Linked DNA regions of Ovis aries: region 2 is linked to region 1. A link is a contact called in public Hi-C data. All regions are on one chromosome and are shown on one strand. Each heading gives the region's core, a stretch centred on a gene start, on an enhancer-like site or on the middle of the called end of the contact. The rest is flanking DNA. Distances are from core to core; before and after follow the strand shown.

The links. A called contact is a pair of places that touch in the nucleus more often than the background predicts.
Region 2: a Hi-C map of blood shows a contact between it and region 1, with 3 times the contacts expected there. The contact joins the enhancer-like site here to the promoter of RFFL in region 1. A contact is called at or near these places in 7 of 16 Hi-C or Micro-C datasets (blood, hypothalamus, mixed tissues and 1 more).

The regions. Positions count from the first base shown.
Region 1 is chr11:14,714,216-14,720,571 of ARS-UI_Ramb_v3.0, forward strand. It overlaps RFFL (ring finger and FYVE like domain containing E3 ubiquitin protein ligase), which reads left to right and starts at 3,330. Exons shown (of 8, transcript XM_042255416.1): 1 at 3,330-3,510; 2 at 4,336-4,517.
Region 2 is chr11:14,770,814-14,777,169 of ARS-UI_Ramb_v3.0, forward strand. It overlaps RFFL (ring finger and FYVE like domain containing E3 ubiquitin protein ligase), which reads left to right. Exons shown (of 8, transcript XM_042255416.1): 3 at 1,006-1,193. The coding sequence starts at 1,014. Among named protein-coding and RNA genes, the nearest start is that of LIG3, 42 kb to the right of the region's middle. Within about 2 kb of position 2,583, at least 4 of the 54 cell types and tissues checked have an H3K27ac peak or open chromatin away from gene starts, as enhancers often do.

The sequences.
Region 1 (6,356 bases), core at 2,080-4,579:
TTTCATGCAAAGTTGGGCTCAATAAAGGACAGAAATGATAGGGACCTAACAGAAGCAGAAGATATTAAAAAGAGGTGGCAAGAATACACAGAAGAACTGTACAAAAAAGATCTTCAGGACTCAGATAATCATGATGGTGTGATCACTCACCTAGAGCCGGACATCCTGGAATGTGAAGTCAAGTAGACCTTAGGAAGCATCATTACGAACAAAGCTAGTGGAGGTGATGGGATTCCAGTTGAGCTATTTCAAATCCTGAAAGATGATGCTATGAAAGTGCTGCACTCAATATGCCAGCAAATTTGGAAAACTCAGCAGTGGCCACAGGACTGGAAAAGGTCAGTTTTCATTCCAATCCCAAAGAAAGGCAATGCCAAAGAATGCTCAAACTACCGCACAATTGCACTCATCTCACATGCAAAATTCCGTGGACTGAGGAGCCTGGTAGGCTACAGTCCATGGGGTTGCAAAGAATCAGACACGACTGAGCAACTTCACTTCACTTCACACTCTAGTAAAGTAATGCTTAAAATTCTCCAAGCCAGGCTTCAGCAATACGTGAACCATGAACTTCCAGATGTTCAAGCTGATTTTAGAAAAGGTGGAGGAACCAGAGATCAAATTGCCAACATCTGCTGGATCATCAAAAAAGCAAGAGAGTTCCAGAAAAACATCTATCTCTGCTTTATTGACTATGCCAAAGCCTTTGACTGTGTGGATCACAACAAACTGGAAAATTCTGAGAGAGATGGGGATACCAGACCACCTGACCTTGCTCTTGAGAAATCTGTATGCAGGTTAGGAAGCAACAGTTAGAACTGGACATGGAACAACAGACTGGTTCCAACTAGGAAAAGGAGTACCTCAAGGCTGTATATTGTCACCCTGCTTATTTAACTTATATACAGAGTATATCAGGAGAAACACTGACTAAGACTGAGCTGGGCTGGAGGAAGCACAAGCTGGAATCAAGATTGCTGGTAGAAATATCAATAACCTCAAACATGCAGATGACAACACCCTTATGGCAGAAAGTGAAGAGGAACTAAAGAGCCTCTTGGTGAAAGTGAAAGAGGAGAGTAAAAAAGTTGGCTTAAAGCTCAACATTCAGACAACTAAGATCATGGCATCCAGTCCCATCACTTCATGGCAAACAGATGAGGAAACAGTGGAAGCAGTGGCTGACTTTATTTTTCTGGGCTCCAAGATTGCTGTAGATGGTGACTGCAGCCATGAAATTAAAAGATGCTTACTCCTTGGAAGAAAAGTTATGACCAACCTAGACAGCATATTAAAAAGCAGAGACATTACTTTGTCAACAAAGATCTGTCTAGTCAAGGCTATGGTTTTTCCAGTGGTTATGTATGGATGTGAGAGTTGGACTATAAAGAAGACTGAGCGCTGAAGAATTGATGCGCTGAAGAATTGATGCTTTTGAACTGTGGTGTTGGAGAAGACTCTTGAGAGTCCCTTGGACTGCAAGGAGATCCAACCAGTCCATCTTAAAGGAGATCAGTCCTAGGTGTTCATTGGAAGGACTGATGTTGAAGCTAAAACTCCAATACTTTGGCCACCTGATGCAGACTTGTTCGAAAAGACCCTGATGCTGGAAAAGATTGAGAAGAAGGGGACGACAGAGGATGAGATGGTTAGATGGCATCACCGACTCGATGGACATGGGTTTGGGTAAGCTCGGGAGGTGGTGATGGACAGGGAGGCCTGCCGTGCTGCGGTTCATGGGGTCACAGAGTCGGATATGACTGAGCAACTGAGCTGAACTGACTGACGGACTTCCCTGATGGCCCAGTGACTAGGACTCTTCACTTCCAGTACAGGGAATTGGGGTTCGATCCTTGGTCAAGAAACTAGATCCCACATGCTGCACAATTTATAGAGTTTACATGCCACAACTAAGACCCGTTGCGGCCAAATAAACAAATATTGAAAAAAAAAAAACAAACGTGGGAATAATAGTACTCAGTCTGCTGGGTTGTAAAAACTGGAAATAATACTTGTAAAGTGACAGAGTCTGCATGTATAAATGATATCATTTTACTCTAGTTTTCTTTGTGATATTACTTATGTTAAAATACAAATTGTTTAGGACAACCCTGAGAGGTCTCCATAGGAAACTTAGGCATAAGAAAATTAGTCCACCTTGGGTAACAATTCTCCGTGCAACTCTAGTGCTTTGTATTAATGGTTTACTGTGTGTATGCTCAACTGTTCAGTTGTGCTTTGCGACCCCACAGACTGTAGCCCACCAGTCTCCTCTGTCCACGGGATTATCCAGGCAAGAATACTGGAGTGGGCTGCCATTTCCTTCTCCAGGGGATCTTCCAGACCCGAGAATGGAACTCACCAACCTGCATTGGCAGGCAAAATTCTTTACCACCAAGCCACCAGGGAAGCCCCCTTAATAGTTTGCTAAGCACTTCTGAATATATGTATTGGTTTATTTAATCCTCATAACAACCTGCCTCACACCAACAGTACCAATTTCTTCAGGGATGAGGCAAGGAGAGTTCAGAAATGTTAAGTACCTGCTGAAAGGTACCCAGCTGATGATGAACGGCTGGGGTGGGTTCCTCCCTACAGAGTCTTCATTCTACCAGGGCCTCCCTCTGAGGAGTTTCCTCACTTTCTTAAGGTGAAATTAGCTAACTCTTTGCCCTTAGACTGGGAAATGCTTGAGAGGGAGGTGCCATAGAGTGCATGGGACAAACACGGGTTTTGATGTCCTTCAGACCTGGCTTCTAATACCTCCCAACCATGCGACCTTGAATTAGATAGCGAACCTCGATGGGCCTGGGTTTCTTTCATTGTAGCTTGGGGGAGCCATCACCTGCTGATAGCCGTTGTGGTGAGGAACAATGGGATATGGAAGTGAGGCAACTTTTAAAATTTTCTTTTGAAACGAGTTCTGAGATGTTACAGGGCTTAGGCTCTCGAAGCTGGACCACGGTTTGGACCCTTCAGCTCCCCGCGCAGAGTGCGGTGACCCGCGTCGACTTGGAAGCAGCAGATGCCCCGACAGCGGAGTAGCGTCGCCACACACATGCGCTTAGGCTCCTGGGCCGGGGTCGGCCGCCCGCGGCCCGGGGCTCCGCCAGGGGGCGCGCGCGCGCGCGCGGAGGCCGCCCTCTGGTCTGCCCCGCGCCTCTCGCCTCTCTATGGTGGCTCGGGCGCGGCAGGAGAGGCGGCGGCGCGCTCCCGAGGGGGCGGGGCCGCTCCGGGGGCGGGGCCTGCGCGAGGGGCGGGGCCTGCGCGAGGGGCGGGAGCGACCGGCCCCGGCGGCTGGGGATGGCTGAGGGGCGGCGGGGGGGGCCAACTTCCTGGGGCCGCCCGCGAGGATGTGGCGACCGCCCCCCGGCGCCCCTCAGCCCCAGAGACGCCGCCGCGGCGCAGCCCGCAGCGCCCCTGCCTGAGGCGCCCGCGGCCCGGATCCGGCCCCTCCCCTCCCCTCCCCTTCCCCTCCCAGGTGCGGGGCCGGGCAGGCGGCCGCGACAGGTGAGGAGGCAGCGGCGCCCGCGCTGGCGTCCGCGGGGCGCCCGGCCTAGGCTGGGCTTCTGGGGGAGTCCGGAGTCGGGGAGCGCTGCTCGGCCTCGGGGTCTCGCCAGGCTGTGGTCCTGGGTGGGGGCGGGGGCGCCTCCTCTGTGCGGGGCGCGGCCTGAGACGCTCGCTGCCCACAGGGAATGAGGGGAAGCCCTCCGTCGCTGAAAAGTCTGCGCATTCAAGGTAGCCCGCACCTGTCCCATTAAAAAGTGCCCCTCACGGAAGCACTTCACCTGTGGGGGCACTAACGGGAGACGTGTGTTATCATATATTTCCAAACGCCCTCCCCGATCGGGAGGTTCAGTTGACTTGTGGGGGTTGGGGGGAAAGATGCGGCTTTTGAAGCAGAGGAAACTGAGGCAGGTGCGCGCGGCGGCCTGCGTTCAGCAGCTAGCCTGACCCTACTTTCCAGGGCAGGAGCCCCGCGGGCTTCTCGGAAGAAGGTGGAGGCTGGAGTTCGGAGGCTCGATGGAGAAGTTTGGGGATATGCTTCTCCCACCCACGTGCCCCCCTCCCCACCTAGGGGCCACTGGTGGAAGTTGGCTTCTGTTCCCCTGAGGTAACCTGTATGAGGCCGCCAGTGGCCAAGACAGAGAGGAACGGTGGGGCCTCTTCAGCTGGGTTGCCCACGAGACATTTGACCAGACATGGGGAAGAGTGCTGGCCCCGGGGAGCCACAGCCTCGCAGGCTTCTGTCTGCTCAGAGCTTGATGTCAGGCTGGCTGAAGATAGAAACAACAGTGTACTTTTTCCTTTCTGTTGGCCTGTCACTTGTTCTAGGGGAAAAACTGCCTGTGTAATCAAGGAAGAGTGCACTATGCTCCTCCCCGTCTACCCCAGGGAAGAATAACTGTTAGCTCTGATAGAGGGCTTCACCCACAACTGTCACTTTGCTCCCTGGCTAAAGGCCACCAGAAATTAAGGAACAAACATCCCCAGGTGTTATGTGGCCTTCTAAGAAAGTAAGTTTCTTGCCCATTCCGTTTTACACATGGTTTGGAGGGCAGACACCTCCTGTCACCCCCTGTTGGCTGCAACTGTGTGGGGAGTAGTTGTTTTCTCAGTGACGGTTCAAGATAGTGTGGCCAAGGTTGTCCACTGACGGGCACATTTTTCTAGGAATGGAAGCAGGCAGGGGACACGGTGCTGGCCGAGTTTGTTTGGAATTCTAGGGTTGGGAGCTAGTTCAGGGGATTTCAGGTTTGACGACTTCTTTATCCTTTTTTCTTGATTGTTTTGCCTCACATTCAAGGAAATAGATGATGGCAAGCATTTCTGAAACTCTATAGCGTATTTCCTGATAATTCCGGATTTCAGAGTACAAGTCATAAATTACAGTTTATTTAGAGGTGTTATTTTCTTAAGTTTGAAAATTGGGTATGACAATTACAGTTTGATGTGGCAAAGCCTAACTGTAATAACTTGATTGTGCATGAAGAAGGTTTCCATGTAATCTTGGACACACACACACATTTTAATGTCTGTTTAGGAAGATCAGCCCACTAGAAACTTCCATATTGATCAGGGAGACAGCTGTTATCCAGACTGTTTACCTTGGGGTCAGGGATTGTAAATCTTTGAAATTGACTTAATTTAACCCATTGCTGAAATAGCATACACAAAAAGAGAGCTGTTCTCAAAAAGATTAGAAATTAATTTGTTTTCAAAATTTTATCATGACTAAGCCAGTTGATACCACTCTGCTTAGCACTATCTTAAGACAGCAGTGGAAAAACCATTTTCAGTGACCAACATTTAAAAAGACAAACAGCAGCAATAACAAAGAACGGGTACAGTTTCTTCCCTAATTACCTGTCCATTGTGATGTTTAGTACACAAAATGTGTTGTGCCTAGAACTTTCTGAAAACACCCTCGTAAACCCAAGGAGTGTTAAGGAAACTAATTCCACCTCAATTTTTAATTCTTAGAACCTTTAATAAATACTGCTGTTGTTTTAAAAGATTAGAGACTTTTGTATGAAACTTGTACTGGCTATAGGTTTATGTTTTGAGAGGAAAGATTTAACCTCTGCACCTTAAAATCTCATAACCTCTGCAATACAGAATTGAGTTATAATTTAGAGTTTAAGGAGAATGCATAGTTTAAATTGCTGTTGCTGAAGCCTCGAGGTGTGAGCTTCCTCATTATTGTTTGGTAGTGGTTACTGGTTATTTTTGTTTGGTTACTGATTATTGGTAGGTGTGACTTGTGTTTCTGTAAGAAAGATTCTGGCACTCTGAAGGACAGTCTTTTTCTAGGCAATCACAAATTCCCATTCCTTCAGTAGGGAGATGGTGTGGCCCCTTTCTTGTTTTGTGAGTTTATATTACTTGGAGTTTTAAACCCCTAAAACCTGTTGGGCTCTTAATAGAGTATCCTATTGTATCTTACATGAAAGCCGTCCTAGATGGTTTAGAATCATTGGCCTTACGTGTTGAAAGACTTTAGCTCTCCCAGTTTCCAGGATTTATCTGCTGTGGTCAGGACAGTGGTTTTATCTAATCCTCATGATGCCATTCTTAGCTTAAACCCATTATCCTCCTTTATCTTTGTTAAGACTGTCATGAAGTTTCTCTGCTTTCTCTAGTTCAGGGTGACTGTTCCACATGTTTAATGCATTTGGGCCCATTAACGTTCAGAATTGGAGCGGTTGGTTAAGAGAATCTACCTGTTTTTAAACATATTCCTTTTTCAAGGCAAGCATAAAAATCTTGAGTTTCCTCTGGGGATAATCAGCTCTTTAAAAATCTAATAGGAAAACAAAATCTGGTTTTTCCAGCTTTTTACCAGTATGATTATT
Region 2 (6,356 bases), core at 1,333-3,832, 56 kb after region 1:
TGCCTCGGTCTACTGAGAACAGCACATCTTACTTTATCACAGCAGCAGTTGGCATTTTAGTGGAACCCCTCGTAATGTTTAGTTTATTCTGACATTTGAGAGAGTGGATCCGCTTTATTCGGTGATCTCAAAAAAAGCATCAACCCCCTTGCCCCTAATTCCTGTATTTGATACTTAGAATGGGAATAATAACCCAAAAGTTCTTATGAAGTCCGCAGAGGCACTGATTCAGCAAGGAAGCCGATAACTGTGGAGTGTCTGCTTTGTGCCCAGGACTGATGTGAATAAGTGGTCCCTGTCCTCAAAGAATGGATGGCCTAGGAGTAGAAAAAAGCATAAGTATTACAGGTGCCATGGTGGCAGCTGATGTCGAGTCGGAGGCACACATGTAAGAGCTGTCAGCGAGTTCTGCTGGCTGGTGGGCGTGGAAACCAGGGAGCACCGTAATACAGGGGAGAGAGTGTTAGGTGGGGGGTCAGAAGAGCTGGGCTTTTCGAATCTCAGTTCTCTGTAATTAGGTATGACGCTGATCCCTCTGAGCCTGGGTTGCCTCATCTAAGTAAAGGAAATACTGATCCCTCCGCCTCATGTCAGTCTGAGTGTGGAAATGCAGGATAGAGTTCTTTCTGTCTGAGCTCTAGGGGCAAGGTTATGTTCTTGAATGACAGAGCTGTCAGGCCACGTGTAATCGCTAAGACAAAAGATGTTATTTGAAGTAAAGATCTCAGATGAAACCCAAAGAGACATCAGCACCCTTTCAAAGGTAGCAGGTTGGCTCGGCCGCTTGAGCTGGCCTGTCCTGGCGGGTCAGCTGTCTGTGTGTGCCTTTACTGGAAGGGCAGCTGAGGGGAGGTGCTGATGTGGCCCCTGAAAGCCCGTCCTCACCTTGCCTCTGGCGGCAGGTATAGACCTATATGGCCCTTCACCTGTGCCCTTGGGGGTGGGAACCCAGTCGAGGTGTGTCTTTTTAATTCTGACCTTTCTCCCTTCTCTCCCTCATATCAGATCTTATCATGTGGGCAGCCTGCTGCAACTGGTTTTGCCTGGATGGACAGCCTGAGGAGGCCCCACCGCCCCAGGGAGCCAGGACACAGGCCTATTCCAACCCTGGGTACAGCTCCTTCCCTTCTCCCACGGGCTCAGAACCAAGCTGCAAGGCCTGTGGGGCCCACTTCGCAAGCATGGCCAGGAAGGTGAGTGTCGACTTCTGGGCCTGCTCAGCCACTGTAGCCATGGGTCCTCGGGCAGGACTCCCCTCCTTGATGCCTGCCCTTCCTTTGGCGGTGCAGAGCTGGCAACCCAGACCTGACCCATCCTTCCACACGAGTATTAGAACTAACTAAGCAGAGGGCTTCCCTAGAGGTCTGGTGGTGAAGACTGTGTGCTTCCAGTGCAGGGGGCATGGGTTTGATGCCTGGTTGGGGCACTAAGGGCTTCCCTGGCTGGTGGCTCAGCTGGTAAAGAACCCGCCTGCAATGTGGGAGACCTGTGTTCGATCCCTGGGTTGTGAAGATCCCCTGGAGAAGTGAATAGCTGCCTACCCCAGTATTCTGGCCTGGAGAATTCCATGGACTGTATAGTCCTTGGGGTTGCAGAGTCAGCACTAAGATCCAAAATGAGTTGGAGCTAAGTTGAAACTTGCAAAGAGTTGGAACTAAGATCCAACATGCTGCAAGGTATGGCTGCTGCTGCTGCTGCTGCTAAGTCGCTTCAGTTGTGTCCGACTGTGCGACGCCAAAGACGGCAGCCCACCAGGCTCCCCCATCCCTGGGATTCTCTAGGCAAGAATACTGGAGTGGGTTGCCATTTCCTTCTCCAGTGCATGAAAGTGAAAAGTCAAAGTGAAGTCATGTCTGACTCTTAGCGACCCCATGGACTGCAGCCTACCAGGCTCCTCCGTCCATGGGATTTTCCAGGCAAGAGTAAGGTATGGCTAAATGCCCCCCAAAAAACTAACCAAGCAAAAGCAAAGCAGCTCGGCAGAGATTTGGACACAGCTGATCTGAATTCCGGAGAAGGCGATGGCACCCCACTCCAGTACACTTGCCTGGAAAATCCCATGGACGGAGGAGCCTGGTAGGCTGCAGTCCATGGGGTTGCGAAGAGTTGGACATGACTGAAGTGACTTAGCAGCAGCAGCAGCAGATCTGAATTCAGATAGCAGCTCGGCCACTTCCTAGCTGTATGACTTCACCTCTTGAGATTCATTTCCCAACTGTGAAGTGGGGATATCATAGTTGTATGTAAATCACATCTCAGTGTCCTGGGAATAAAGTGAGCTAAGCTGTTCAGGGGGCCCGGCGCGATGCTTGGGGTGCAGCAGGCACTTGCTGTTTTCTTCATTAGCTGCCATCGTAAAAAGCCTGACTCTAGATGAACTTGTTCTTTTAATTGAAGGCAGTGCAGGGACATCTCAGATACACCAGGACCCTGACAAGGTGAAGACTGGAGCTTATTTATTTACTGTAGCCATGTTATTTAAAATGCATGATTGCGGTTTCCAGAGTAGGGGCAGGAAGTGAAATTGCTGGCCAGGCCAGTGGTGTGCGTAGGTGTGGGCTTCCCCTCTGTCTGGGCAAGCGTACCGGGGGGCAGAAGGTGAGCCCTGACCTGGGAGAGAACTCTACAGAATGAGAAGTGTGCAGCCCAGAATGTGATGTTCCAGTGACGATAATGGGAACTTTGAGAAGAAAAAATACTTTCTAAACCATCTGCTGTGGGCCAGGGACTATTTTAAGTGATTTGTAGAGTTTTGGTTTCACTTAATCCTCGCAGTACCTCTATGATGTAGATTTTTTGTTTCGGGTTTCTTTTTGCCATGCCACATGGCATTTGGGATATTAATTCCCCACCTGAGGATTGAATCTGCACTTGCTGCATTGGAAGCGCAGAGTCTTAACCATTGGACCCCCAGGGACGTTCTCTGATGTAGGTTTCAGGGGCCCTGACCTCCCACTTTACATATGAGAAACTAAGGCTTAAAGTTTAACAGTAAAAGGAAACTGTATCTGTCAAGTTCCTGACAAATAGCTTCCTAGACATGAAAATACTCATTCTTTCCCCTCTGCTTAGGTAGCGCCCCACAACTGTGTGGTTATTAAAAGGCAGAGCCAGGATGCAAACATATGTCTCTGACTCTCAAGTCCTCCCGCCGAAGACAGCATGTCAGACTTTGTGCAGCTCGCAGTGCTGGCCAGCCACCCCTCTGTACCTGTAAGACGGTGGAGGATGGGCAGCTTGCCTCGTTGGTCATATTTCGCCTGTGCCTCACTGCCATGCAGGGAAGGGAGCACACAGCCAGGCTCTGTTGCCATTTGCGTGGCTACCCCGGTCACTGAGAACTTGGCGGGAGAGGCTGCCAAAGCCAGGTGGCTGTGGCTCCGTGGGCAGGGGCGCCCCTCCTCGTACACGTGGACTGAGGGGTTCAGTCCGAAAATGGAGACTGAGGTGGAGAGCAGGGGGAACTCGGGGCCATGCGGTCTCAGTGCTGCTGGGGGTGGAGACTGTGGGTGGACTGAGCATCGGAGGTGATGGAAGGAGGGCCGTGGGGTCCTGTTCACGTGCCTGGCACCAAGCTAGGCATTTCAGATGCGTGGTGTCCCTGCATCCTTACACCACCCCGTGACGTTATGCTACTGTTGTGTCTTCCCATTTAACAGAAGAAGAAATTGTCCTCCTTATCTAAAGCAGTCGTTCAGCACATCAGAAGTCTGTTAGATGGCCAGAGCTTGTGCTGTTTTCATCGCTACGTTGTGAGCAGTGCTAGGAACGACCAGCAGAAGTGGCAGAGTAACTGGCAGGAAAGGAATGTGGAAAACCCTTGTCTGAATGAAGCAGCATGGGAAATTCCCTGGTGGTGCAGCGGTTAGGACTCTGCACTTTCTCTGTTCATTCACTCCCTGGTTGGGGAACTAAGATCCTGCAAGCCATACAACACAGACCAAAAAAAAAAGCAGCAGCGTGAATTTGCAGCTTTTTTTTTAAGGTCAGTTATTCTCTGGAGTGGAAATGGAGAGAAAGCACAGATAAGTGGTGATAACTTGGGAACTTATCTGAGAGAATAGCATTGAAACATACATTACCATATGTAAAACAGGTCACCATTGGGAGTTTGACGCGTGACTCAGGGCGGCCAAAGCTGGTGCTCTGTGACAACCTGGAGGGTTGGGGTGTAGAAGGGTGGGGTACAGGATAGAGAGACAAATGTATGCCTATGGCTGATTCATACTGAGGTACGGTAAAAACAGTCACAATATTGTAAAGTAACTATCCTCCAATTAAAAAAACAAACAAACAAACTTGGGAGAATCAGGAGATCTAGCATGTTTTTGACGTTGGTCAGCCAGAAGAGAGAAAGTGGATGGATGAGGGGACCGGCCCCAGAAGAAAGAGGGATGGTTGAGTGGGGGTGGGAAGGTGCTTTATTTTCTTCATAGCGGTTTTCACCACCCAGCATACATGTGTTTGTGGACTGCCTGTCTTCTCAGATGATACACAGAGTAAGGGATTCTGCCGGTTTTGTCCACAAGTTTTTCCCAGTGTCTATCTAGACTGATATGGTAGGTGGGCAATACAGTTTTTCAAATGAATGAATGAATGACTGGACTGTTGAGAAGAATTTGCAAAAGAGGAAGTAGATCAGAGAGTGTCTGCTTTCACTCTACGGCTGGCATTTCCACGCTGAAGAGTTTCACTGAGGGCCCGGTTCTGTCCCAGCAGCGTGCTAGCTGCTAGAGGTCACGCTTTTGTGGAGAGAGGGCCAAGACATAGGGCGTTCCCCTGGGGAGCTTACTGTCTGGTTAAGGAGGCCCCCATTTACAAAGAACTAACGAGAGTCAGTTGTATAAGTTAAGTATTAGGGCACCAGGCACTGTTGGTAAATGGATCATTCTAGCCACGAAGGAAGCTTGTTGATTGGCAAAGCAGTGGCCGAGGTAAAAGCACTAGAGGTGGAGCAGATGCAGGCTGGACCTGGGAAGAGTGCGTGGCCTGTTCCAGGGTGCAGGGGACTGGGGAGTGAGGGCAGCAAAGATGGCCTCGGTAGTAAAGGACCAGGGCTTCTGCAGTAAGGAGCCTGTAGCCACCAGGCCACAAGGAGGCACTGAAGGGTTCTGAACAAAGCAGCGACCTGGCTGACCCTGTTTCAGGGAGCGGACATGGCTTCACGAGGAGGGAGGTTTGCTGGAGCCGTAGGAGAGGCGCTAAGGCAGCTCTTGCACACCAGCGGGAAGTTACTAGAGCCTGGTCTGGGGGAGGCCGAGACCGATCCAGGCAGCTTCTATCTGGTGATCAGCTCTTTGTGCCAGAACCCTGTGAAGGAGTGGTTGTCAACCCATTTTACAGATGAAAAAGAAGAGACTCAGACACAAAGGCACTTTAGCTACTAAGATACAAGGGCACGCCACTGACGAAGACGGATGAAATGGAGGAGGAGAAGGTCGAACTGAAGAAGGCAGGGTATCAGTCTGACTAAAATAAGGCATGACACTGAGTAAACTAAGGAACTCCAGGGACTTCTCTGGTGGCTCAGCGGTTAAGACTTTGCGCTTCCACTGCAGGGGGTGTGGGTTTGAGCCCAAGTCGGTGAACTAAGATCCTGCAAGCTGCCTGGCGTGGCCAAAATTAAAAAATAAAGTAATTTTTCCCTTATTTAGTGAAAAATAGATTATTCAGTATCTACGGTGTGTTAGGTGTTGCCTGGGGTGGAAAGGTAAAGATGAAGAGAGTCATCCCTCCACAGTAGGGAGCTCGAAGGCTGACAGGAAGAGGAGGGCAAAGGCGCAGCTGTGTGAGGAGGCGGGAGGAAAGCTTCTGTACCAAGAAGTTTTATTTAAAAAAGTAATTGCTTATTTTTAGTTGTACTGGTCTTTGCAGCTGCGATTGGGCTTTCTTTAGTTGTGGCGAGTGGGGGCTACCTACTCTGGTTGCGTTGCTTGGGCTCCTCTTGTTGCGGAGCACAGACTCTGGAGTGCGGCCTCAGTAGTTGGCAGCACGTGGGCTCAGTAGATGCTTCACTGCATGTGGAATCTTCCTGGAGCAAGGATCGAACTCGTGTCTCCTGCATTGGCAGGCAGATTCTCAACCCCTGGACCAACAGGCAAGTCCCAAGAAGAGCTTCTGTAGGGGGAAAGGAAGTTCCAGTTGGAAGGTAAAAGATGGTTATTGGTACAATATTTTCTTGCCACAAGGGGACGAATTAATTTTGTGTAATTCACAGTGAATTCTGTGAATGTTAAGGATGTTTTCTCCTATGAGAGTTTTGCACTTGTAATTTCATGCTTAAGTGGATCGGCATCTTATCTCAAGGGTTTGGCATTTAACAGCTGCAAGCTTTCAAAATGTCTTTTCTTGAAGTG